Linked DNA regions of Mus musculus: all the other regions are linked to region 4. The links are chromatin contacts, called in public Hi-C, HiChIP or PLAC-seq, Micro-C and promoter capture Hi-C maps. All regions are on one chromosome and are shown on one strand. Each heading gives the region's core, a stretch centred on a gene start, on an enhancer-like site or on the middle of the called end of the contact. The rest is flanking DNA. Distances are from core to core; before and after follow the strand shown. Region 1 holds the start of Znhit6 (zinc finger, HIT type 6). Region 2 holds the start of Ccn1 (cellular communication network factor 1). Region 3 holds the start of Kyat3 (kynurenine aminotransferase 3). Region 4 holds the start of Selenof (selenoprotein F). Region 5 overlaps Pkn2 (protein kinase N2). Region 6 holds the start of Ddah1 (dimethylarginine dimethylaminohydrolase 1).

Region 1 (3,838 bases), core at 761-3,260, 1.0 Mb after region 4:
TCTTCCTAAGCTACAGGAACCTAAATCATCATACTGCTCAGTAATCTGTTTCTACTGGGTGTGGTGGCACAGGCAGAGGCAGGCAAGTCTCTGAGTTCAAGGCCAGCCTGGTCAACAGAGTGAGTTCCATGTGGGCTAGAGCTACACAGAGAAACCCTGTCTCAAAAAAACTAATAATAATAATAATAATAATAATAATAATAATAAATTTATAGAGTATTATTATTAAAAACTGGCCATGGTGACACATGCCTTTAATCCCTGCACATTAGAGCATGTGGATCTCTGTGAGAACAAGGCCAGCCTGGTCTACAAAGCTGATGAGGACACTCATCAGGACAGCCACAGCTATGCAAAGAGACTCTGTCTCAAAGAAAGAAAGGAAAGAAGGGAGGGAGGGAGGGAGGGAAAGAGGGACAGAGGAAGGAAGGAAAACGAAACCTGCCCATTCATGCTGATTAAGCACTATTCACAACAGCCAAGATATGGTATCAGCCTATGTATCTATCAATAGATTAACAAATGAAGAAAGCATGGTATATATAGACAGTATTTTTCCGCTATTAATTAGAACACAAATGTTATTGGTAGAAGTACGAATGACACTTCTGTAAATAACCTCAATACAATCACCAGCTCACCAAGTTGGACTTGAGTGGAATCCTTTGGTCTGTTGTCAGTTCCTTCCTGGGGTGAATAGACATTTTTTTTTGTTTTCTCAAATTTCAAGAAGCTATAGAAAAAGTCAAAGGTCAGAGATTCTGCCTTTTTAGGCTTCCCTGGTTGGCAAACCGATGACTTCTCACATTTCAGTACCCTTCTCTACGTGCATCCATCCCACTTATATGCAAATTCCCTCTTATTAAACACACCAGTCAGAGCTGGGCGTGGTGGCGCGTGCCTTTAATCCCAGCACTCGGGAGGCAGAGGCAGGTGGATTTCTGAGTTCGAGGCCAGTCTGGTCTACAAAGTGAGTTCCAGGATAGCCAGGGCTATACAGAGAAACCCTGTCTCGAAAAACAAAAAAAAAAAAAACAAAAAAAAAAAAAAAACAAAAAACAAAAAAACAAAAACAAAAAACCACCAGTCAGATTGGGCTAGGGCCCAGCCAAAGGCCTTATTTTAAGTGTTATGCCCTTAAAAGCCTTGTCTTCGAATATAGTCAAAATTCTGAGGTATTGGGGTATAGTGCTTCACTATACGGATATTAGGGGCTACAATTACCCTGTGACAGCCAGCGTTTCAGTTGCCGGCTGTAGATCTTTTTGTAGTTGGTTCCCATGCATAGTTTCATGTAATCTTTGTGGGAGCAGATGAGAGTGTCTCTCCTCCCCTTCCTCTTTTTCCTTCTCCTATTTGTTTTGTTTTTGAAACAGCCCTGACCCTAGGAACTTACTATGTAGACCAGGCTAGCCTTGAAGGTTACAGAGATCCTCCTGCCTCTGGCTTCTAAATGCTAGGATTAAAGGCGTTTTTGGATGTCCTGGTCCCTAGTATACAGTGAAGAAACCTTAGACCAACGGTTCTCAACCTGTGGGTCGCGACCTCTTTGCTAAACCTCTGCTCCCCCTCTCCACCCACCCCCCAGGAGTATTTATAGTACGATTCATAACAGTAGCAAAATTATAGTTATGAAGTAGACACAAAAATAACTTTATGGTTGGAGGTCACCACAACATGAGGAACATAAAGATCCACACCACTGGTAAGGTTACGAACCACCGCTTTATACAGTCTAAACTTTGGAGGAACATGGGAGTCTGTATCTATTGCCATGCATTATTAGAATTAATCCTTAATACTGATTAAAGTGGGTCACTTATTTGAGACAATAATTCCAGTTCCCAAGACAGCAGTTTCAGCGCCTGAGAAAGGATGTGGCAAGATCCCCGCCCCTGGGTGGGAGTCCTGGTGGGCGTGGTCTCACCTGGCTTTAAGGAGTGGGGCCGGAAAGCCGCCGTGCCGTAAAGAACGCTACACGTCGTGAAGAGTCGTGGCCGGAACAGCTGCTTTACGGCTAGCTCGGCTTCCCGCAGGCGTGCAGAGCTTGCCGCGGCTGCTTTGCTGCACGTGTGGCGCTGTCGGCGGTTCGTTTGGTAATCTCTCTTATTGGCTTGGTGGTGCCACCGTGAAGAACGGAGTGGCAGCTTCGGCCTAGGCTCGTGAGCTCATGGAATCTGCAGCTGAGAAGGAAGGGACTCCGGGAGGAGGTTCCCAGAGGGTAGCGGAGGGGGCGCGGCCGAGGCCTGCGGCTGGTGGGGAGGGAGCCAGGGACTTAGACGGGAGCCCAGAAGCTGGCGATGGAGAGGAGAGGAACGGACTGGCAGGAACTAAGACCACGGAGGATGCGGAGGAGATAAAGATGGACTTAGCTGTGGTGAAGCAGGAAGTAGTAGACTGGTCGGATTTAGACAGTGGTGTTGCGGACAGCCAGTGGGTGAAGCAGGAGGTGGAGGGCGGGCCCGAGGTGAAGGATGAGAAAGGCGTGTTGGAAGTGAAGCAGGAGGCGGATAGTAGCCTGGTGGTGAAAGAAGAGGAGGTGGATGAGCCAGAAGTGAAGGAAGAGAAGGTGAAGGTGAAGGAGGAGGTGACGGACTGGGAAGAAGTGAAGGAGGAGGACTTGACCATAAAACAGGAGTTGTTTGTTGGTCAGAACGTAAAGGAAGAGCAAGTGATGGATGCAGCGCCTATAAAAGAAGAGGGTTCCCTCAAGAGCGAAGCGATGGAAGACGCGAAGGTGAAGGAAGAGCCCCAGATGAACCCCCGAGTGGGCAGCAAGAGGAAATTGGCTCTGTCAAGGTAGGGCGGGGAGAAAACCCAGATGGGAAATAGACTACTGGGTGGACGAGTCCTTAACAGCAGAAAGTGAGGTAAGTTAAACCAGGCGTGACGTGGGTCCCTGAAGTCTGAGTGGTGAAGTTCAGGTTGGGCGTGACGCTTTCGAGGACACAGTGTGATGTGACTGTGTCCAGAAGGGTATGGCCAGGTTAGGGAGTGAAAATTCTGGGCATCAGAAGGCCTTTGTGGAGCCAGAGCTTGTTAAATAAGAAACGCTTTCGCAGTCTTTCTTTTAGAGAGAATAGGATTAGAGGCGCCATCCAATATAAACCAAAAACCAGCAAGTGGGTAGACTAATAGACACATGTCAACTTACTCTTGAATTTATTCCGGGCTCCTATGAATGTTCGTTTCTTGGATGTAGTCTCTTTAATGTGCTCATGTGACAGTACAGAAGATCAGATTGTGGTCAGATTCAGTCTCAAACTCCTTGAGCTGATAGAACTGACTGGTACCAGGTACACTTTGGTTCTCAGTATCACCAGACCCTAGAAGACCGAGGACAGATGAATCATACCATTATTTGGGTGTTCATTCTGAATTCGCTGTGGAACTGGGGAAAGGGCACACATTGCTGCCAGTCTGGGATTCATCCTTCCTTGTTTCTCCGGTGTATATGTTTTTAAAATACTCATATGTAGCTCATGGATTATACTTCTAGACACACACAAAGTCTCCATGAATCACAATTTCAAAAATCGCTGGGCGTGGTAGCGCATGCCTTTAATCCCAGTGCTCAGGAGGCAGAGGCAGGCGGATTTCTGAGTTTGAGGCCAGCCTAGCCTGGTCTACAAAAATCAGCAATTCATATTATTCTCTTAAGTCCTGTAGAAAAAAATGGGCGGGCCAGTGACTTCTTTCATACAGTTTTCTTGAATTGCACGTCATTGTAAATGTCATTTTTAAACATTTTCATGATTTCCAATAGCAGCTATCATATACTTTATCAGAGTTGCTTTGACTACCTGCCTGTAAACTGTGAAATGCCCTTGAGTCCAAA
Region 2 (3,506 bases), core at 577-3,076, 1.1 Mb after region 4:
TGTGGGGTCATCACGGTCAAGCCCTGAAAGAAACTTACTTTTAGGCTGCTGTACACTGGTTGTCCACAAGGACGCACTTCACAGATCCGGGTCTCTTTCACCAGGCGGCACTCTGGGTTGTCATTGGTAACTCGTGTGGAGATGCCAGTTCCGCAGCTCTTGGAGCACTGGGACCAAGACGTGGTCTGAACGATGCATTTCTGGCCATGGGCGTGCAGAGGGTTGAAAAGAACTCGCGGTTCGGTGCCAAAGACTAGAAAGATAAAGGAAATGGAAGGCTTCTTAGATGCTTGCATACACACACTGGTTTCTACAAAGTTGCAGACCAAGAAAGCATTTCTGCACAGTGTCTTAAGGACTCTATATCCACTTACCAGGAAGCCTCTTCAGTGAGCTGCCTTTTCCAATTGCGATTAACTCATTGTTTCTCGTTAACTCCACCTCCGAGGCATCGAGTCCGAGGAGGTCATCCTGGTCGTCCAGGGAGTCCTTAATGCTGTCTTCATCACAAACCCACTCTTCACAGCACTGCCCGCTGACTTTCACCAGCCGGGGGTTGGGACAGCCCAGATTGGGGAGAGACAGTTCTTGGGGACACAGAGGAATGCAGCCCACGGCGCCATCAATACATGTGCACTGGTGTTTACAGTTGGGCTGGAAGCTTTCCCCGTTTTGGTAGATTCTGGAGTTATATTCACAGGGTCTGCCTTCTGACTGAGCTGCAAAGACGACCAAAAGAGAGAGAGGAGAAGGTTAAGATTCGCCGCCACAGGCTGAAACTCATACATATTTTCCGCTGTTCAATTCAATGTATGGTAAAGTTCCCTACAGTTCCCCCGAGACTCCAGAGCTGAACAATAAGTTAGTCAGGAATCACTTTTCCGTATGCGCTTTTCGTTGGGCCCAGACACTCTGAATTGCATTCCAGACTGCTGAAATCATGTGCCTTTCTGCCAAGCTACCATCAACAAAGCGTCCACCATACATGGTCTCAAAATTACTAAACTTCTGGACTATGGGGACTATTATTTTTTTTAAAGGGGCCAAACCACAAGCCTCTTACCTCTGCAGATCCCTTTCAGAGCGGTGGAGCTGGCGCCGAAATTGCATTCCAACCCCTTGGTGTGGTCGCAGGGCTGAGTTTTGCTGCAGTCCTCGTTGAGTTGTTTAGCGCAGACCTTACAGCAGCCGCAGCCGTCCCGGACCAACCCGACTCCCGGGGCGCACTTGGGTGCCTCCAGAGGGCAGTGGCAGGCGGCGGGGCAGGTGGAGAGCGCCTGCAAGAGGGAGAAGCGCGTGAGATTGCTTTGCATTGCTCGGGGAGGCACGTAAACTGCCCTGAGCCTAGGTCTGGCTGTGGGGCTCCGTCCACCAGAAGTGTCTCGATCGCGTCCCGGCAGCCTGACCACCCCAGCGGCTGCGTCCCAGGAAGAGGCCCCCTGGGCATAAAGCAACAGCTACCTCCGAACTTTTCAGTCTAACTTTCCCTGCGGTGAAAGATCATGGCCCGGGGAAAGGAATCGATGAGGGCAGACCGGGAAGCAGTGGTTAAAAAAAAAAATCCAACTCACCAGTCTGGTCAAGTGGAGAAGGGTGACGGCGACAGCGAGCGTCCTGAAGGTGCTGGAGCTCATTGTGGCGCGCAGGAGGAACCGGGGCGAGCGCGGCGACACAGAACCAACAAGCCGGCGAGCAGCGGGATCAAATGCGCCCGGAGTGCGGTGAGGCGAGGGCCGAGGCGGCGGGTGTCCTTCTCTCGAGGTGCTGGCGGAGGAGGCGCAGAGATTGCAGGCGCTTCTCTGGGGCGCTCTCGCTCACGGTCTGCCCCAGCGCCGGGAGCCCGCCCTTTATAATGCCTGCCTAGGCGCCGCGTGTTGCAGTGACGTAGCTCTGTCGGCGCGTTCTAGAATTCTCAAACATCTCAGGAATGTTGGTTGGCGCGGGCTGCTGCCAAGCACCTCCCCTGGCTCCGTTGCACCTTTTCCCCCCTCTTCTCAGATCCATCAGAGAGAAAAAAAAGTTCGTTTTTTTCCACTTTAAATAACAACTTCCTTTGGGGAGGGCGGGATGCTTGGGGCGCGAGGGTGATGATTTTGATTGAAGAGGGTATATGGGGGGGGGGGGCGTGGTGTATGTGTTGGTGTGAACCCTTCAGATCTTTGCCTAGACATGGGAGGGCGGGAGACAGAGGAACAAAAGTGGTTTTGTTTGGTGATGCCTACCGGGAAAGGCAGCGAGCTGTTTGCTTGTTTACAACCAAGGTGAGAGTAAAGTTATCTACTGAGAGTCCAAAGGGGAGGGGGAGTTGGTTTCTAAGCCAGGGATCTATTTGTGGACTTCAAAGAGGCATGCTCGGATCAAGTCCCAAAGCTTTGGCATGATGTTTATTAGCCAAGAGAAGTGTATTGCAAATTAATACCCGGAGTGGCATTTATGAATGGGGGGGGGGAGGGAAGCTTCCCTCTTCGCTGGCATATTTCCAGCCAGAGGTCTTCCCTCATCCCTCCCCCTTTTTTTTGGTATGTTGTACTTGTTTGTTTTTGGAGGTTCCCAGTTTTAGTTCCAGCCCACTGCCTGCATTGGAAATCCAAGAGGAAACGAGTGCAGAGTTCTCCCGGAGCCTGACGTCCACTTCCTCACGGATGCCGGAGGCCGGGTCAACCCTCCTGGCCTCTCTCCCTGGACTGGCGGCGGTGGAAACTGAGCAGCCAAAGCAGAAGCGGAGGAGACCACCGTGGAGTGACTTGTCCTGAAATCACCAGGTGCAAAAGCTACCGGGACAAAACAGATTCTAACAGGACCATTGTGCCCTGTGGATAGCTGGAAAAAAGACTCGGGGTGTTTGCAGACACCCTCCCCCACCGCCCCCTATGTGTCTCGCTGTGTGTATTTGTTTGCCCCCCCCCCGTGTGTGTGAGTGTGTGTGTGTGTGTGTGTGTGTGTGTGTGTGTGTCTGGGCCCGTCCATGTGTTTAACTCCTTTGTTTTGGATCACTTAGAAGCCTTCTTTTTCAAGGGTAGTGCAGTGGCTCCCTCCAAGTTCCGAGACATGAGGGATTTAGAAGGCAACACTGTAATAGAGGAAGTTGGGTTTTAAGATCTTATTAAACATACAACTGAAGACACCCCTCCCACACAAGACCCTATTTGGGGTTATTAATGCCATTCATAAACTGGGATAGCTTTTCTTCATTTTTAATATTTAGGGCCTCTCTGCCTTTGCAGCTTCGCGATCTTGCTTAAGAGAGCCTCCTGCGTTGCCTGTTCTATGAATGACTCCAGTGAGAAGGAGAGGCTGTTGCGCACACTCCAGTGAAGACAGCTGTTACTGGAAAGAGTTAAGTTCATTCATTCAAAAGCGCCCTTTCGTAAGTCCTGGAGGAATTTGCTAGAGGCGGTAGGTTCTCCAAGGCTTTCTGGGGGTGGGGACTTTTAAAGACAATGGGTTGTCAAGTGTTATGCAAATAATGAAAGCAAAGCCTAGGCCTGGTCCCCTCGGCTGGCCGA
Region 3 (3,497 bases), core at 18-2,517, 1.9 Mb before region 4:
CCGAGCAGCCACTTAGCCTCAAAAACCTTGAGAACGAACTGCGATGTTCCCCAATTCAACCTCAGCAATATCAACAGAACACCGACTGCAGATAAAGCCATTCCAGATCGTCATGAGTTTTAGGTCCAAAGGGGAAAACTCCAAGAATCCCGAATATGGACAGACCCGCTGACTGGGTTCAAAATGAAGGCTTGCCTCACCTCAAGCTCCACTGTAGAATTTCAGGGAGAGACAAAAGTTCACCCTCATCCTTAAGGACCTCTGAAACCTTCTGTCTGCCAGGAAAATCCACTTGCCTATTAAGATACAAAGTGCCTACCAAAGCCACAGAGCTCTCAAGCCCTCCTCCCCTTCTATTCTAAACTTCCAGGCTGTTCCAATTCACAGGACAAACACACACACACACACACACACACACACACACACACACACACACACCTGAAGCTGCAGCCACCGGTTTTTCTTTATAACTCGCAAGGTTTTTCCTGCTATTCCCTCTGCTCTGGAGAGACAGCCCTTGCCAGTCTGCCTCTCTGCTCTCTTCCCATAACTGCTTTGGACTTTCCCCAAATCCTCTAGTTATTCTCTCTCTCCTATATCTTAGGTAAACATCTTCTTCCCACCATGGGTCGGTCAGTTCAGCAGCCTGCCTGTGCCCTTGCTTACAATGAGCACCTTTAATGTTCGTAACAAAATACAGAAGCGCTTGGCTCACTGTGGCAAGGTCAGTGCATCCAACCAAATCCGCTTTTGTTCCTTCCTACAGGCGTGAGTACAGCGTTCAGCCGCTCTCGTGAACTACAACACCTCGACTCCTTTAAACGCAAGAGGAAGAAAATCTAACCCCCAAGCTGTGCTCTTAACAGCTTGTCCTCCCGCTTCAGTGTCACTTCCTCCGCCTTTTAGGTCCTGCATCACTTTACAGTTCCGAAGGAAAGATTCCCTCTCCCTCCTCTCTCCCCATCAGAGGGAACACATAGACAACTACACAGGCCGGCCTCTCAAGCATTTTCAAGTCTTTCTCCTAGAACCTGCTTCGAATCCACGCAGCGGAGATTTAAAAACAGTTCTGCTCCAAACAGTCGCACACTTCCACTTTTTCCTGGATACTCAGCCAAGGCCACGCCCTGTCCCCTAGCCTGGGAGCTTCTTGTGCACTCTCACAGGGCGCGCCACGATTGGAGAAATCCGTAACCAATCTGTAGCCTTAGCCCTGATACCGGAGCCAATCCCTGGTCAGAGCCACGAACCGCCTCCACCCCGCCTCCTCTACAATCAGGAGGGTTCCTGCTGCACTCTGCTTCTGGATCCCCGAGTGCATTCCGCCAGGAACCCCGGCGACACCTAGCGACCTCCGGACTAAGGCCAGGGACGCATTGGAACCAGGAGAACGATGTAAGCGGGCGGGACGTAGTGAGCGGTGACTCGGCCCGGGGCATACAGAGTTTGCGGAGCCGGGAGCCAAAGGGAGGTCGGCGGGCAGGAGAAGCGCCCGTACTAGGCACATGGTCGGACCACAGCGGAGACTGTGGGATTTATCTTGGGGTTGACAGGCTTTTCTTTGGAGAAAAGTCCACCCTTGTCCCTTTTACTCTTGATTGTGTAGTCTGGGTGTTTAGAACGCACCTTTGCAAGGGCAATACTGACTTCAGTTCATCCGTGAAAGATGTTTGTGTTTGTTTCTTGAGACAGTCTCTTCTTCTGGAAGTAGTTTTGTGGCAAAGGAACTTTTTAATCCTCCTATCTCCACTCCCACACACCCGACCCACACACCCAGTGCTAAGATTAGAGGTGTGCGCCACCGCTGCTGGTTTTATTCGGTGCCTAGGTTGGAACCCAGAGCTTCATCCCTACTAACTGAGCTACCTCCCTAGCCCAGATAAGGCGAAAGTTCAGGGTTGGAAAAGCAGTTAAACCAGAAGCTTGAGATTATCTTTTCGGAGCTTTGCAAAAGACAAAAGCAGTCTTAATTGGTGGTGTCTGAAGGTCAAGCATTCTTGTAGATCTGAGCCGCTCGCCCCTAAGCACCTCCATTCAGTGTTCCACCTATGGGCTGCTGGGTAGGTAGGTGGCACACGGGAAGCTTGCTCAGGGCTGCAGCCAGCCAGCCTGTAAATCTGTTCAACTTTTGCCTGTGTGCGGTACCCTAATTTCGGCATCAGGTGACCATACCGCTTCCCTTGTGAGAGAATCTCACTTTCACGCGGCCTTAAAGCCCGTTTTGAATGGTGCCTCTTAACTCTTATGCTGATAATGCCTCTTAACACTTATGCTGATAAACTTGACTGTGTTTTTTATTCATGCTTCACCTCTTCATATGGCCTTGAATGCCTCTGTACTTTGAAAGCTAGAACCCTGTTCACCTCGCTCTGTTGCAATTAGCGAACTTTATAAACACTCTAGAACCCGGCTAACAGGTATGGCATGTGGTGAAAATAAAGGGAGCAGTGTTATTTATCAAGAGGCTGTCTCTGATAAATCTTTCTTGAGCTTTTAGGTAACCTGAAGGTTCCTGACGTTTTCAGATTGCTAACACAACTATTCTTTATGTCTGTATACCTCCTATGGGTCAGATTTGTAACTTGGTAGTTTGAGTGGTAAATTCAGAGCACTAAACTTTAACCATGTTTAAACTGAGTTGTGAATGCTTTGCCTACCTTTGAGATTTGCGTTTTTCCTTCAACTTTTAACCTCTAGGTTGCCCACGGTCTTCCAGTTCTGAATCAGTCCACCCTAGAGATGATAAAATGGTAGTTTTAGTTTTCTGTTGATCCGTGTGTATCTAACATGGGTTTCATATTTGATATACCCTATGCCATGATTAGATTGCCTGGGTCACCCTGACTCACATATCTCTGGTTTTCTTCACAGACCCTTGAGCTTAAGGAGAAACCAAAAGCCAACAACTTTTTTTTTTCTTCTAATTTCATGACATTTGAATGTATATATCAGTTTAGTTTATCCATGAATATCAATGTACAGCGTTCTAGCAAAAAACACATTTAAAAGTCAAAAGCCATGCAGATGTAATGAGGCTAGTAATCCCATTTGGGGGGTGAAAGCCAGAGGATCAGGAGTTCAAGGTCACCCTTGCCTTGAGGATAGCCTGGTCTACATAAGACCTGTCTCAAAAATAAATAAATGAGGTCTGTCAATGGTGGCACACATCTTTAATCCCAGCACTTGAGAGGCAGAGGCTGGCAGATTTCTGAGTTCAAGGACAGCCAGTGCTATACAGAGAAACCCTGTCTTGAAAAAAAACAGGGCTGGAGAAATGGCTCAGTGATTAAGAGCACTGACTGCTCTTCCAGAGGTCCTGAGTTCAAATCCCAGCAACCACATGGTAGCTCACAACCACCCATAATGAGATCTGATGCCCTCTTCTGGTGTGTCTGAAGACAGCTACAGTGTACTTATATATAATAAATCAATAAATCTTTTAAAAAAAGAAAAAAAAACAAAATAATAAGAATAAGAATAGAGAAACCCTGTCTCAA
Region 4 (3,540 bases), core at 325-2,824:
CCAGAGCACTTCCAAATACCAAAGTTCTCCACTATCCGGAAGCACCCGACTATCCGCGCTTTCGACTGCTGTTGCACAAGTTCGCACTCCAATTTTGTGTTTCAAGCACCCTTTTCCATTCGGGCACTGAGAGAGACGCTTTAAGAGACCCATATGGTTCACTCTCCCCACTCTTTTCCTTTCACAAGGTAAACCCTGCAATTCCAAACCCTCAACGTTCCCCTCTTGTACATGCAATCAGCCTAAACTTACGACCCCACTCTGAAGCCCAAATCAACCAGTTTAGCGTCACTCATAAAGAACTTCAGTCCCCCAGATGTCTCCTTTTCGTGCCATCATCGGCTCCGCTGTCCCACACCGCCAGCCTACCAAAGCTGTCAGTTCTAAGGTCCCTTACTGCCCTAGGCTCAGGCATGCCTGCCACTCACTACGGTGAGCCGCTTTCACTCCCCATCATTCCCGGAGTCTCCTTCCATTTCTACCCATCTCCCCGCGACGAATCTCCCCACGACCACCATCCCCAAAGGATCCTGTGCCCAGGTGCCCCTAATTCAAATTCCAGTCCCCATCTCTGCACATGACTGGGGCTTTGCAGAACGATTTGGAAGAGAAGAGAGAGGGAGCGTTTGTGTCCTCCAGCAGCACCAGCTCCAGGCAGACCTGGGTCCCCTCTCTCAGTGAAGGGCCGACGGGGCAGCCCTCTGGCCAGAGACCTCGCGCGTGCAGCTCATCAGCCCAGCTTCCCTCCCCGGTGGCGGGAGCTCGACGTGCCCGGGTCCCAGCTCTCGAGGTTCTCCGAGGCCCCCTGAGGAAGCCCACTTGCTATAGCCGGCAATGCCCACCCGCCAGCCCGGCCCCGGCGCACCGCTCGGCTGCCTCACCTAGCTTCGCCCGGGACTCCTCCAGCTTCTGGATCTGGTTCTCCAAGAAGAGCATCGCCACCGCGAAGGCCACCACCGCCAGCAGCTGCAACTTGGGCGGCATCATAATCCTGAGGAGCCCCATGAAACCCGCCGCTCGCGATCAAGACATACCGCGGGGGGCGGGGAGCGGGGCCCCGAGGGCGACCGAAGCGCCGGGAGGAGACCCCGACCCGGGAGCTGCGCGGACTGCCGCGCCGCAGCGACCCCCTCCTCCTCTCCGGTCTCCCGCCCGCGGGAGCCAGCGCCGGCCGCCTGGTGCACGCTTCTCCCCGGCCCACTCGACGGCCCTGGCGCCCTCCTGCCGCTGCCGCTGCCGCTGCCCCCTGGCTTCGGGACCCCACGGCCGCACGCCCTCTTCCCTCGCTTCCTCCCTTCCCTCCCTCGGTCGCTCGCGGCCGCGCGCTCCTCCGGTGGCGATGCGGCTGCGGCTGCGCCGCCCTCGGCCCGCCCCCTCCCCTCCCCCTCGGCCACCACGCGCACGCCTTGACGCACGCTGCCCGGCAACCAGAGGCTCCACCCCCATCCTCCGGTACAGTGGTGTTCATTGGTCCGAAGAGAGGCCGCTTCTCGCCCTTTCGGTTCGATTTACGGTTGGGTTCCTTGTCACGGGACTCAAGCAAGGCGTTGTCCGATTGGGTAAACTTGGAGGAGGCGGGGCTACTGATGGCCGAGCTGGGGCTTCGTGGATAGCCGATTGAATGTCGTGAATAAGAAGCCCCGGTGTGGGGAGTTTAGGAAAATGCCTAATTTGAATCTCTAAAAGAACCTGAGGACTGTTTAACAATCGATCACTTACAGGCTCCCATGGTCGCCTAACTAACACTCGTCTTTGTGGGATAATAGGCTTGTAGCAGTGGCCTTTCGCGGCGGGTTTCGCGTCAGGCAGTGCAGTGGACGTCCCCGGCACAGGGGTCCTCAGACCCCTGAAGATTGACGGCAGACCGCAGGGATGGCGGCAGGGCAGGGTGGGTGGCTGCGGCCCGCTCTGGGGCTGCGCTTGCTGCTGGCGACTGCGTTTCAAGCGGTGAGTGTGGACCGCCTCTGGGGCTGCCTCAAGGCTGGTCGGAGAGCGCGGATGTGGAAGGGCAAACCCGGGGCCACGCTTGGGAGCCGCCCGTGGAACGGGCTGCCTTAGCGGCCGCTTCCATCCGGAATGAAACGTGGCAGAATTCCAGCCGGAGCTCTAGAGACGATGGTTTCCTCGCTTCAGGCAGCTAGGATCGGTTTTTCAGAGCACAGAGGGTACATAGTCAGTAATGCTTAGAAAGGAGGGACGTTTCTTTGAGTGAGACACAAGTGAATGAAACTACCGCTGCTTACAAACTCCCAAACCTTAAAGGGTTTTGGTCCAGACAAGCGGTTTTCCTCGTTAACCAGACGACACGGGTTCTAAATCTCTGAAAGGAGTTAACCTGGTTTTGACTTACTTAGCTACTCATGAAGCAACTGTATTTTTGGTAAATTCCTCTATGGGAGTTTTCCACCCATATTTACATGTCTTTGTACTTAGGATACTTAAGTGATTTGTCCAAGATTTTGGAAAGTTAAAATTATACCGTAGGTCTCTAAATACTCTGTTCTTCATAGGTCTTATAGTTCACAAACGTTGTCTCTGCTTTTCTTACTTTGTCCAAAGAGTGGATTCTTAGCGTCTTACATTGCAATACAATGTTGTTTTGAAACATCTGGTACTTCAGAAAACACTTAGGGAACATCCCTTTAAACTTTTATACTGGAAACATAAGTAAATTGTTGGCTTTTCCCTCCCATTGTAGTCGTTTGAATGTGTTACCACTACCAAAAGTAACAAAGGAGTAATGTTTTCAAACTATCTTCAAAATCTCAGTAGGCTATGGCTTTGTAAATACCTGCCCCCACCCCCTTGCCAATCAATGTTTTTAAACAATTTAACCATCCTTTATGTTAGTGAAGCAGTTCCCTCATGGATGCACTGTTTGAGCTAGTTGGTGAATTTAACTAAAAACCCAAAGCTACTGTAGTTCTAGTCAGTGCCATTAACAGGGACCGCTCAGTTCTGCTGCTAACTCATCTCCCAGTAAATGACTGACTTCTTTTTCACAGCCGTCTCAGGACAATACTCCAAAAGAGCAGAAGCCTCTTAAGACCTTGCCATGGAGATCACAGATTCCCTCCTGGGAGACAAGGCTAAAAACAGAAAGCCAGATCCTCCCACTGTGTAAATAGATCCAAACTCCATCACATTAGACTTGTCAGAGTAAGTCCCCAGACCACGCCACAGGTGAACAACTCTTCCCAACTCCACAGCCGAATGGGAAGAGTGACAGAATTGCATTGCAAAGAAATGTCAGTACATGCTAGGACTAGAGTAGGAAGAACTTATGGCTACCTGTATGCCATGGTGGTTGTCCACCCAATCTTAACTTCAAACTCAGATGTCTTGTTGACTCCTTCCTATGTACTGCATATACTGGCAATTACCTAGCCTTTCTTATTCTTACTTCCAAAATATACCTGAAAACCAGTTCAATACTATGAGACCTTTCTTCTTGAAAATAACAGCCCACTGGCTTTTCTTCGAATTGCCTCTTTCTGCATTGAGACTCTTACGTAAAAATTGCCTTTATCAACTTCCTTA
Region 5 (3,478 bases), core at 695-3,194, 1.7 Mb before region 4:
CACCTGCTGACATTAGCAGAGAGCTCGGATTGCCAGACAAACCAAGTCCAGCACCCTGAAAGGCTAACAATGACAGTCAAATTACTCCTATTTCGGATCCTGGGATGACAAATGAAATTTTAGGGGGTAGGCAAACTCATATATACGGAACATATAAATACTAGGGATTTCCTTACCTTTGAAGAGCCATTTGAGTACATCTGTATCATGTTCTCTGCACCCTGCTTTACTTTAAGTTCTATATCCAGTTGTTTCTGTAAGGCCATCAGTCTATTGTTGCTAGTAGAACTACGAGAGTCACTATTTGGAGTATCTGGAGTCCTCGGACAATCTGTGTACAAAATATCACATGATTGTTACTAGAATCAACTGTTGCTTAAAACTGGGATGTCAGGGTGAATCTGACCAAAATATGTTATCTGAATGTGTGAAAATGGCACAATAAAACCCATGATATCATACAATTGATATATAGTAATAAAAATTATCATTGAAAACATAATGTGTAAGTTAATGTATTCAAAAAACAAGAGTTTGAAATAAGTTTCAAGTCACTTAAATGAAATCTCCTTGTGCTTACAGATAATAAAGAATTCAACCAACTCAAACAAAGGAACTACTTGAGTTGCAGAACTACCTTAATTCAGCTTACTCCCCACAGAAGTGACCATTTGGCGCCTGGCACAGTATAATCCCTACACATAGGAGGCTAAGATCAAAGGATCATTACATGATTAAGGCCAGTGTGGGCTATTTGGTGAATTTGAAACCAGTCTGTGGTAAGATGAGTTATGCCTACAAGGTTTTCAAATACTACATTTAAACTATATACATTTAAACACAATCTGACTATTCTATTCAATAACTAAATTCTCCCTTTGTCACATTATTGATGAGAATAAAATATGCAGATATCACACACCCTTTGTCACATTATTGATATGAGAATAAAATATCTAAATATTACATAAATTCTACCCTGGTAATTCTCTACAAACAGAACTTAGTATGAGTTAAAAAGAACTGAAGTATATAGAAAGTACCAAGCCCTCTGCTGGAGAGAGATCAGGAATGTATTGTTTGTAAGACAGCGGGTGGTGTTTAGCCTGGGACGAAGGGAGAAAAGATCCCTGTCTAAACATCTGCCTTTAAATGAAATGAAATGGGTCTGAGAAAGAACCAGCGGATGAAAGGTGATGGGGACCTAAGTTGTATCACGAGATGAATCCTGGTTGTTAGGGCTGCCTATAACAGCATGGTTTGCCTGATGATGCAATAAAGTTCTTTGTCTTTAGAAACATGTATACAAACTTTATTATGTTTTGTTAAAGATGCTGTATATTAAATCCTTTTCTATTACTGCAAGTCGATTACAGCACTAAAATATTTACTGTGTAGAATAGGAAGATAAAAAAGACAAGGCAAACATAACTATTACAGGAAAAATTGGATTTGGGATTAACAGCAGAAACTGAAGTAACATGTAGACGCCATTATAAAGGAAATCTTGGACTTGTTATAAATTTGTACCTGTATATAAATGAGTACAGAGAGGATGGAGACCCACTGAAAACATGAAATAAGGAAACAAACAACAGGATGAACTTATAATCTCAGCACTGTTATCTATCAGCAAGTTTGAGGCCAGCCTGGACTACAAGATCCTGCCCCCCCCCAAAAGAAAAACAAAAAGAAAAAACAAAAATACAGGGATGCAAGCAAACAAGCCATACGAACCCAATCCACAAAGACCCAACTCCCCAATGAGACCAGGTTAAAAATAAAGCTCCCAGCAATGTAAGTGAGAATGAAGAAAATCTTGCTGTCAAGAAGAAAAGATACAGATAATAGCTGTTATAAAATATAATAACTAGGCCTTTGTGTCCTGAATAGGAAAGTGAAAGTGGCCAGGATGATTTTCATCCTAAAAGCCAAGGTTTAATTATGAGCCACTGGGGTAATGTCACTAACAAGATAGACAGCACAGACAAGGACTTTTCAACTGTAGACAAGATATAGGGAAAGGCAACAGGACACCCTCCTGTCCACAGACCATCAGTATAGCTATGAGAACATAGCCTGGCTAACATATATGGTAACCTTGGAAGTTACCAGAAAATACAACATGGTTAAAAGAGCCCTAAAGATGAAAAGTCCAAAGGTCAGAACAAATACGGATTTCCTATCAGCCTTCTTCACCACATACAGTACATCAGATATGTTGCTTCCGGTGCCTTCTCTTTTGAAATCACATTTGTAATGCAGATGCAACCCATGCACAGGTACCGCTGTGGGGATGCAGACATTAGAGGACGACTCAGAGAAGTCAATTTTCTCCTTCTACCATAGGGTCCTGGGGATAGCCACGTCTTTAGGTGAAGTGGAAAAAGCCTTTACCCCACTGAGCCATGTTGCTGACTAGTTGCTGGAACTTTTAATATTTTTGATAAAACCACAACTGAATAAATGTTTCAAAGATATTTTATAGGTTTAGAGCATGGAAATTAGCGTTAATTTTAGACCAACCGTTTCCCTAACTGTACTCTTATAAATATCTATTTTTATTTCTTGTGGAATGTGTTTTTGTCTGCATGTATGTAAGTCTACCACAAGCATGCAGTGACTTTATCTGTTGAGGCCAGAAGTGGGCACTGGACCCCCTAGAACTGCAGTTACAAGTGGCTAAGTGTGTGCTAGGAACGAAACTCAGGCCCTCGGCAGAGCATCAAATGCTCTCAGGAATCTTCCCAGACCACCTTGATGTTTTTGAGATTAGAAATGTGGTTGACATTGAGTCTTTTCTTCCTGTGTAGGGAAATGTTTAAGATTTTTACCTACATCTACAGAGGTTTTACATTCTGATCATGTGAGCTTCAGTGCCTCATGCTTGACCTATACTCTATTAAAACATGTTGTTCACAAAATACCCCAGGGAGGAACATACTGCCTAGGTTCTTTTTCTTTGCAATAAATAATAAAAACAAGGTCTGAAGGTCATCCAAGTGGTGTGCAACCATATAGCAATATAATGATCTAGCTGGATGACTACTCAGATCATAGATTACCTTTGGTGTTCATTTATAGCTAGCTGACTCTATATTCAAAATCCATAAAGGTACATTTGTACAGCCAGAGTGTCTGCTTAATGGGACAAAGCTATTTACTTCATTTAAAACAGCTGGGGGAAAGTCAGTTGAAGCAAGCCTAAGCAAATCTAACTTAATAAAAGTATATTACACAGATGCACTAGTCACTTACCCATTTGCTTAAGCTTCTATCTACAAGTCTACAAGGCACTAAGTACTATTCAGTGACCAACATTTTGGTTTTCATTTGGTATTCATAAACTGATGGCTTATAAACAAAAGTGCTTCAGAATCCTGCCACCTTAGCTACCTGCTTATATTTTCCTAAAGTTCCTCTTTCCTATCTACAGGAAGACTTATCTTCTATAGTCACCTGAAACCTACTCAAAATA
Region 6 (3,839 bases), core at 396-2,895, 1.2 Mb after region 4:
CCTCTGCCTCAATCGGACTTGAGTTTTAGGTGCAAGCCACCACACCTCGTTCAATTATAATACTTGATTATGGAAATGACCTGTACGTTAGTAGTGTGCTGCACCCCGTGGGGGAGGAGACTATCGCCTTAGACTATTTCAGAATTTTGGAGGTGGTCTCCTTGAGAAGAGCACACCCCCTGGATTATTTAAACTTTGATATGTGAAAGAGGAAAAAGAACAGGCTTTGTATCACCATCAAAGAAAGGACGGATTCTTGAGCGGCAAAGAGGGAAGGTCGAGAAGTGACAGGAATTCCGAAAGGTGTGTTCCCACAGGAAGGGCGAGGCTGTAAGGAAGCTGGAATCTCCTTCCGAAGGTCAAGGAACTGAATTGTGACCGCGGGGGTGGGGGGTGGGGGGGGCAGAGTTCTATTGTGGGAACAAAATGCTAGCTCCTTGCTTCTAGCAGGCTCTGGAAATAAACACATTGGAATCACATTTTCTTCAGAACTGATTGCACTGAGAAAAGTATTCTAGGGTCAATCTTTGTTACCTGAGCTTTAGGGCAAAAGCTCTGGGCGTCCCCGGGGACTAAGCTCTAGCACCAGTCCTCAAAAGAAGCGTGTTGGTGAAGAGCAGATAAAGACTTCATCCACGTGGCTTCATTACGGGGTTCGGAGACTCCCAAGTCCATCTTTGGAGTCCTGATGAGAATGTTAGCGAGAGGAAGTGGGGGGTGGGGGGGCGAGGGTTTTGCCAATCCCACTGCCCTGGTGAGATACAGCTGGGTTCTTGCAGTCTTCGTTGTTTAAGGTAGTTGTGGGGACTGGATGAGGTGGTTGATCCTTCTCGGAATGGATGCTGTAAGCTCATCAGGGGTGAAATGTCGCCCAAGGTCTGTTGTGACCACAGGTTTATTAAAACAGTGACTTTGAAGTGTATCTTGGGAAGCCTGGAATAGGACATTGTTAAAGCCCACAGTACCATCCCTCACCCTATCTCTGTGCCTTCAGCCTCGAATGGGGATGAGATAGGGTAGGTATGTGTGCTGGTTTCTAGATAAACACTCCTTTATTGAATGACAAGCCTAGTGCAGTTAAAGAAAAACGGAGAAAACAAGAAGAGGCATTCTTCCCACTTTAAATTGCCTTGTGGGCTTGAAGTATCACTGTTCCTAGATACTTATTGTAACTGTGTGTCTGTCTTTTGGGTTACTTTCTCCTGGGTGGGAAGAAATGCATTCTTTATACTATACTGAGTTTCACGTGGGGCAGTTGGTCAATTTGGAGAAAGTCGAGGTAATTTGGGTGAAGACAGGCTGCCACGCTGAGAACCGAGGTTCCACGTGCTGGATAAAAAGAGAAGAAGAGAAAGGGAAAGTTTATCCATAAACAATCGCCCTTCACCTGGTCCCCTGACCGTGAAGTCTTCTCCAGCAGGTCCAGTTCAGCACTGCCTAATTTCCAGGTCCTCATGGGGACCATGTGAGGCGTGCACCTGCGGTGGGATACACACACCACGGAGGGAGTCATTGCTGATTAAGTCCCTGGCCTCCGCATCCCGATTGACCCAGGCCGGTCTGCGGCAGATGCGGAGAGCATAGGAATAGGCCCGCGGGCGCTGGGCCGGCGCCCGGAGCTCTGGGCATGCTCAGTGGCGCGGGCAGGGCTCCGGGCGCGAGCCGGGCTCCCGCAGCAGCACATTCATCGGCTGCCAAGAGGAGCCGCCGGGCGCTCGCAGGCTCGCAGGCTCGCAGGCTGGGCGCGCGCTGCTCTCGGGAGGACCGAGCCACCGACTCAAACCCAGCCACCGTCGCCTCCTCTCCGCGCGAACCATGGCCGGCCTCGGCCACCCCTCCGCCTTCGGCCGGGCCACCCACGCCGTGGTGCGGGCTCCGCCCGAGTCCCTGTGCCGCCACGCGCTGAGGCGCTCGCAGGGCGAGGAGGTGGATTTCGCTCGCGCCGAGCGCCAGCACGAGCTCTACGTGGGCGTGCTGGGCAGCAAGCTGGGGCTGCAGGTGGTGCAGCTGCCCGCCGACGAGAGCCTGCCCGACTGCGTGTTCGTGGAGGACGTGGCCGTCGTGTGCGAGGAGACGGCCCTCATCACCCGCCCCGGGGCGCCCAGCCGCAGGAAGGAGGTAACGGGCCAGCCCCCGGGCAGACGACGCGAGGGGCGCGGCCGAGGGGGGACGCTCGTGGAACTGACCCCGCGGGCTCAGTTCCCAACTTCCCACCGCCGGACTCCGGGCGGCGTGGCTGGGTGTGGGAAATCCGAGCCAGATAACTTCATTGTTCACACCTCCTCGCAGTCGGGGAGCCTTTGAGTCGATCTCAGTTGGAGTGTAGTGACGAGGACTTGGGCAGGTGGCTGGGCTGGAGACCCAGAGCGCCAGAGGTTCTATCTTGCAAATTACACAGCGCTGAGGACAATGCTACTCTTGTTTCCTTGCCAGTGAGGACAGAGAAGGGTCCTCCCGGAGGGCAGGTGGAGGCTTGGGGGGGGGGGGTCCCCAAGTCCTGCAGGGATTCCTTTGGGGGAGCTCCTGGCAGGGCGGACCAGGTGACACCAGGCAGAGACTATGCCCAGAGACCCAAGGAATTCAAGTTACTTTTCAGTGGTGGCGAGTGAGTCTTGAAGAACTGGCAAGCGAATGTGTTCAGCGTTTTGTTAGTGAGCTGTGTTTAAATGTGTTTGTGAATGGGCCGGGTTTGAAAAGCTGTGCTTGCTGCGGGGTGCTCCGTTTCATTAGCAATGGGAGGTTTTTTGGTTTTTGTTTTTGTTTTTTTAATAAGTTCTGTCATTTTAATCTCTCTCTCCCCTCTCTCTCTGCAATTAAGACTGCTTTTTGTTTTCTTCAAGGGGCCAACACATTATCGTATCTTGTAGAAATGGCTGTAACTGCTTTAAAAATAATGTAGGTTAGTGGGAGAGAGGCACAGACACACGAGTTTAGATTTTAAAATGCCATCTGGCCTGGGATTTTTCTGACTGCCAGAGAAGAGCCCAGCCTTAAGATTCTCCCACACTCTTGGCATCCAGCAGTGTGACACGATGCAGGTGGTTTTTTTCCTATCTGAGGGGTTTTCTTCCTTGTTTTTGTTTGTTTTGTTTGTTTTTTTTCACTTTTCTGTCGCATTGCAAGTAGTTCTTTGGGCTTATGATTTAAATATGCCTATTCCACCCTTGATCTGCTTGCCTGGTGAAATCCTAGAGATTGAGTATAATCAAAGTCTACCTATTTGCCATTTAGGTAGCTCTTCTCTCTACACTTCAAAAGTAGCAGGTATCATTCTCTTAGCCTGTCCACTTTCCCTTTCCAATTTGACCTATACAAATGGCTTCCACTCTATTTTAACCTAATATGAATGTAGCAATGGTGGATAGGTTGGGATGCTAAATAGATAAAATAGACGTCAAAACTCTCAAAATGGTACTCGTCTAACAAGACTTCCTTTCTTCTCTTGACCCTAATCGCCCTTATTTAGTCCATCTTACTTCAGGAAGGTTCATCTCTATGGAACACAAATAACATATTATTTGTGCAATTAACTTTCCAAGTTCGGATTTTCCAATATAAGAGCTAGCAGTGATCTTTCTCCTGGTGATATTTTGATATTTTAAATGTCAGAATTTGACTCCACTCTGTAGTCAGCTCAGTGGACCCGTACTTGCCAAAGGTCACGCAGAACTCTTGTTGTGTTTTCCTTCTCTGTGTAGGGCATTGAACTCAGGACCTTGCCAACAGTAGGTAAGCATTCTACCTCTGAGCTGTAGCTTCTGTTTCCCAGGGGGAGGGAAGGCAAGCCACCTCCATGCTTTGGGCTACATCTTGATCTGCTCAGTGGCACTGTCATGATC

The links. Promoter capture Hi-C pulls out the DNA fragments that hold promoters and counts their contacts. A called contact is a pair of places that touch in the nucleus more often than the background predicts. HiChIP or PLAC-seq counts read pairs in DNA pulled down with a chosen protein or histone mark.
Region 1: a Hi-C map of regulatory T cells shows a contact between it and region 4, with 6 times the contacts expected there. The contact joins the promoter of Znhit6 here to the promoter of Selenof in region 4. A contact is called at or near these places in 2 of 484 Hi-C or Micro-C datasets (CD4 T cells and regulatory T cells).
Region 2: a Micro-C map of embryonic stem cells shows a contact between it and region 4, with 5 times the contacts expected there. The contact joins the promoter of Ccn1 here to the promoter of Selenof in region 4. A contact is called at or near these places in 1 of 39 promoter capture datasets (embryonic stem cells), 1 of 484 Hi-C or Micro-C datasets (embryonic stem cells) and 1 of 115 datasets of contacts at active chromatin or transcription factors (pancreatic cancer cells).
Region 3: a contact with region 4 is called in a promoter capture Hi-C map of embryonic stem cells, with 4 times the contacts expected there. The contact joins the promoter of Kyat3 here to the promoter of Selenof in region 4. A contact is called at or near these places in 7 of 39 promoter capture datasets (cranial neural crest, embryonic stem cells, hippocampal neurons and 3 more), 1 of 484 Hi-C or Micro-C datasets (uterus), 2 of 115 datasets of contacts at active chromatin or transcription factors (astrocytes and embryonic stem cells) and 2 of 9 other capture datasets (adipose tissue and liver).
Region 5: a contact with region 4 is called in an H3K27ac HiChIP or PLAC-seq map of embryonic stem cells, with 5 times the contacts expected there. The contact joins the enhancer-like site here to the promoter of Selenof in region 4. A contact is called at or near these places in 6 of 39 promoter capture datasets (cranial neural crest, embryonic stem cells, hippocampal neurons and 2 more), 3 of 115 datasets of contacts at active chromatin or transcription factors (embryonic stem cells, large pre-B cells and stem cell-derived neural progenitor cells) and 1 of 9 other capture datasets (adipose tissue).
Region 6: a contact with region 4 is called in a Micro-C map of embryonic stem cells, with 8 times the contacts expected there. The contact joins the promoter of Ddah1 here to the promoter of Selenof in region 4. A contact is called at or near these places in 1 of 39 promoter capture datasets (embryonic stem cells) and 1 of 484 Hi-C or Micro-C datasets (embryonic stem cells).

The regions. Positions count from the first base shown.
Region 1 is chr3:145,574,198-145,578,035 of GRCm38.p6, forward strand. It overlaps Znhit6 (zinc finger, HIT type 6), which reads left to right and starts at 2,011. Exons shown (of 10, transcript NM_001081094.1): 1 at 2,011-2,799. The coding sequence starts at 2,171.
Region 2 is chr3:145,648,159-145,651,664 of GRCm38.p6, forward strand. Ccn1 (cellular communication network factor 1) reads right to left here and starts at 1,827. Exons shown (of 5, transcript NM_010516.2): 1 at 1,572-1,827; 2 at 1,064-1,277; 3 at 375-719; 4 at 39-253. The coding sequence starts at 1,634. Gm17501 (a long non-coding RNA gene) reads left to right here and starts at 1,919. Exons shown (of 3, transcript XR_003954574.1): 1 at 1,919-2,762; 2 at 3,225-3,506.
Region 3 is chr3:142,699,781-142,703,277 of GRCm38.p6, forward strand. It overlaps Kyat3 (kynurenine aminotransferase 3), which reads left to right and starts at 1,268. Exons shown (of 14, transcript NM_001293560.1): 1 at 1,268-1,395.
Region 4 is chr3:144,568,853-144,572,392 of GRCm38.p6, forward strand. It overlaps Selenof (selenoprotein F), which reads left to right and starts at 1,575. Exons shown (of 5, transcript NM_053102.2): 1 at 1,575-1,947. The coding sequence starts at 1,873. It overlaps Hs2st1 (heparan sulfate 2-O-sulfotransferase 1), which reads right to left and starts at 1,364. Exons shown (of 7, transcript NM_011828.4): 1 at 882-1,364. The coding sequence starts at 1,005.
Region 5 is chr3:142,839,032-142,842,509 of GRCm38.p6, forward strand. It overlaps Pkn2 (protein kinase N2), which reads right to left. Exons shown (of 22, transcript NM_178654.4): 3 at 177-331. Among named protein-coding and RNA genes, the nearest start is that of Pkn2, 41 kb to the right of the region's middle. Within about 2 kb of position 1,945, at least 6 of the 459 cell types and tissues checked have an H3K27ac peak or open chromatin away from gene starts, as enhancers often do. A contact at or near this core is called in embryonic stem cells, where this site is marked.
Region 6 is chr3:145,757,047-145,760,885 of GRCm38.p6, forward strand. Ddah1 (dimethylarginine dimethylaminohydrolase 1) reads left to right here and starts at 1,646. Exons shown (of 6, transcript NM_026993.3): 1 at 1,646-2,118. The coding sequence starts at 1,816.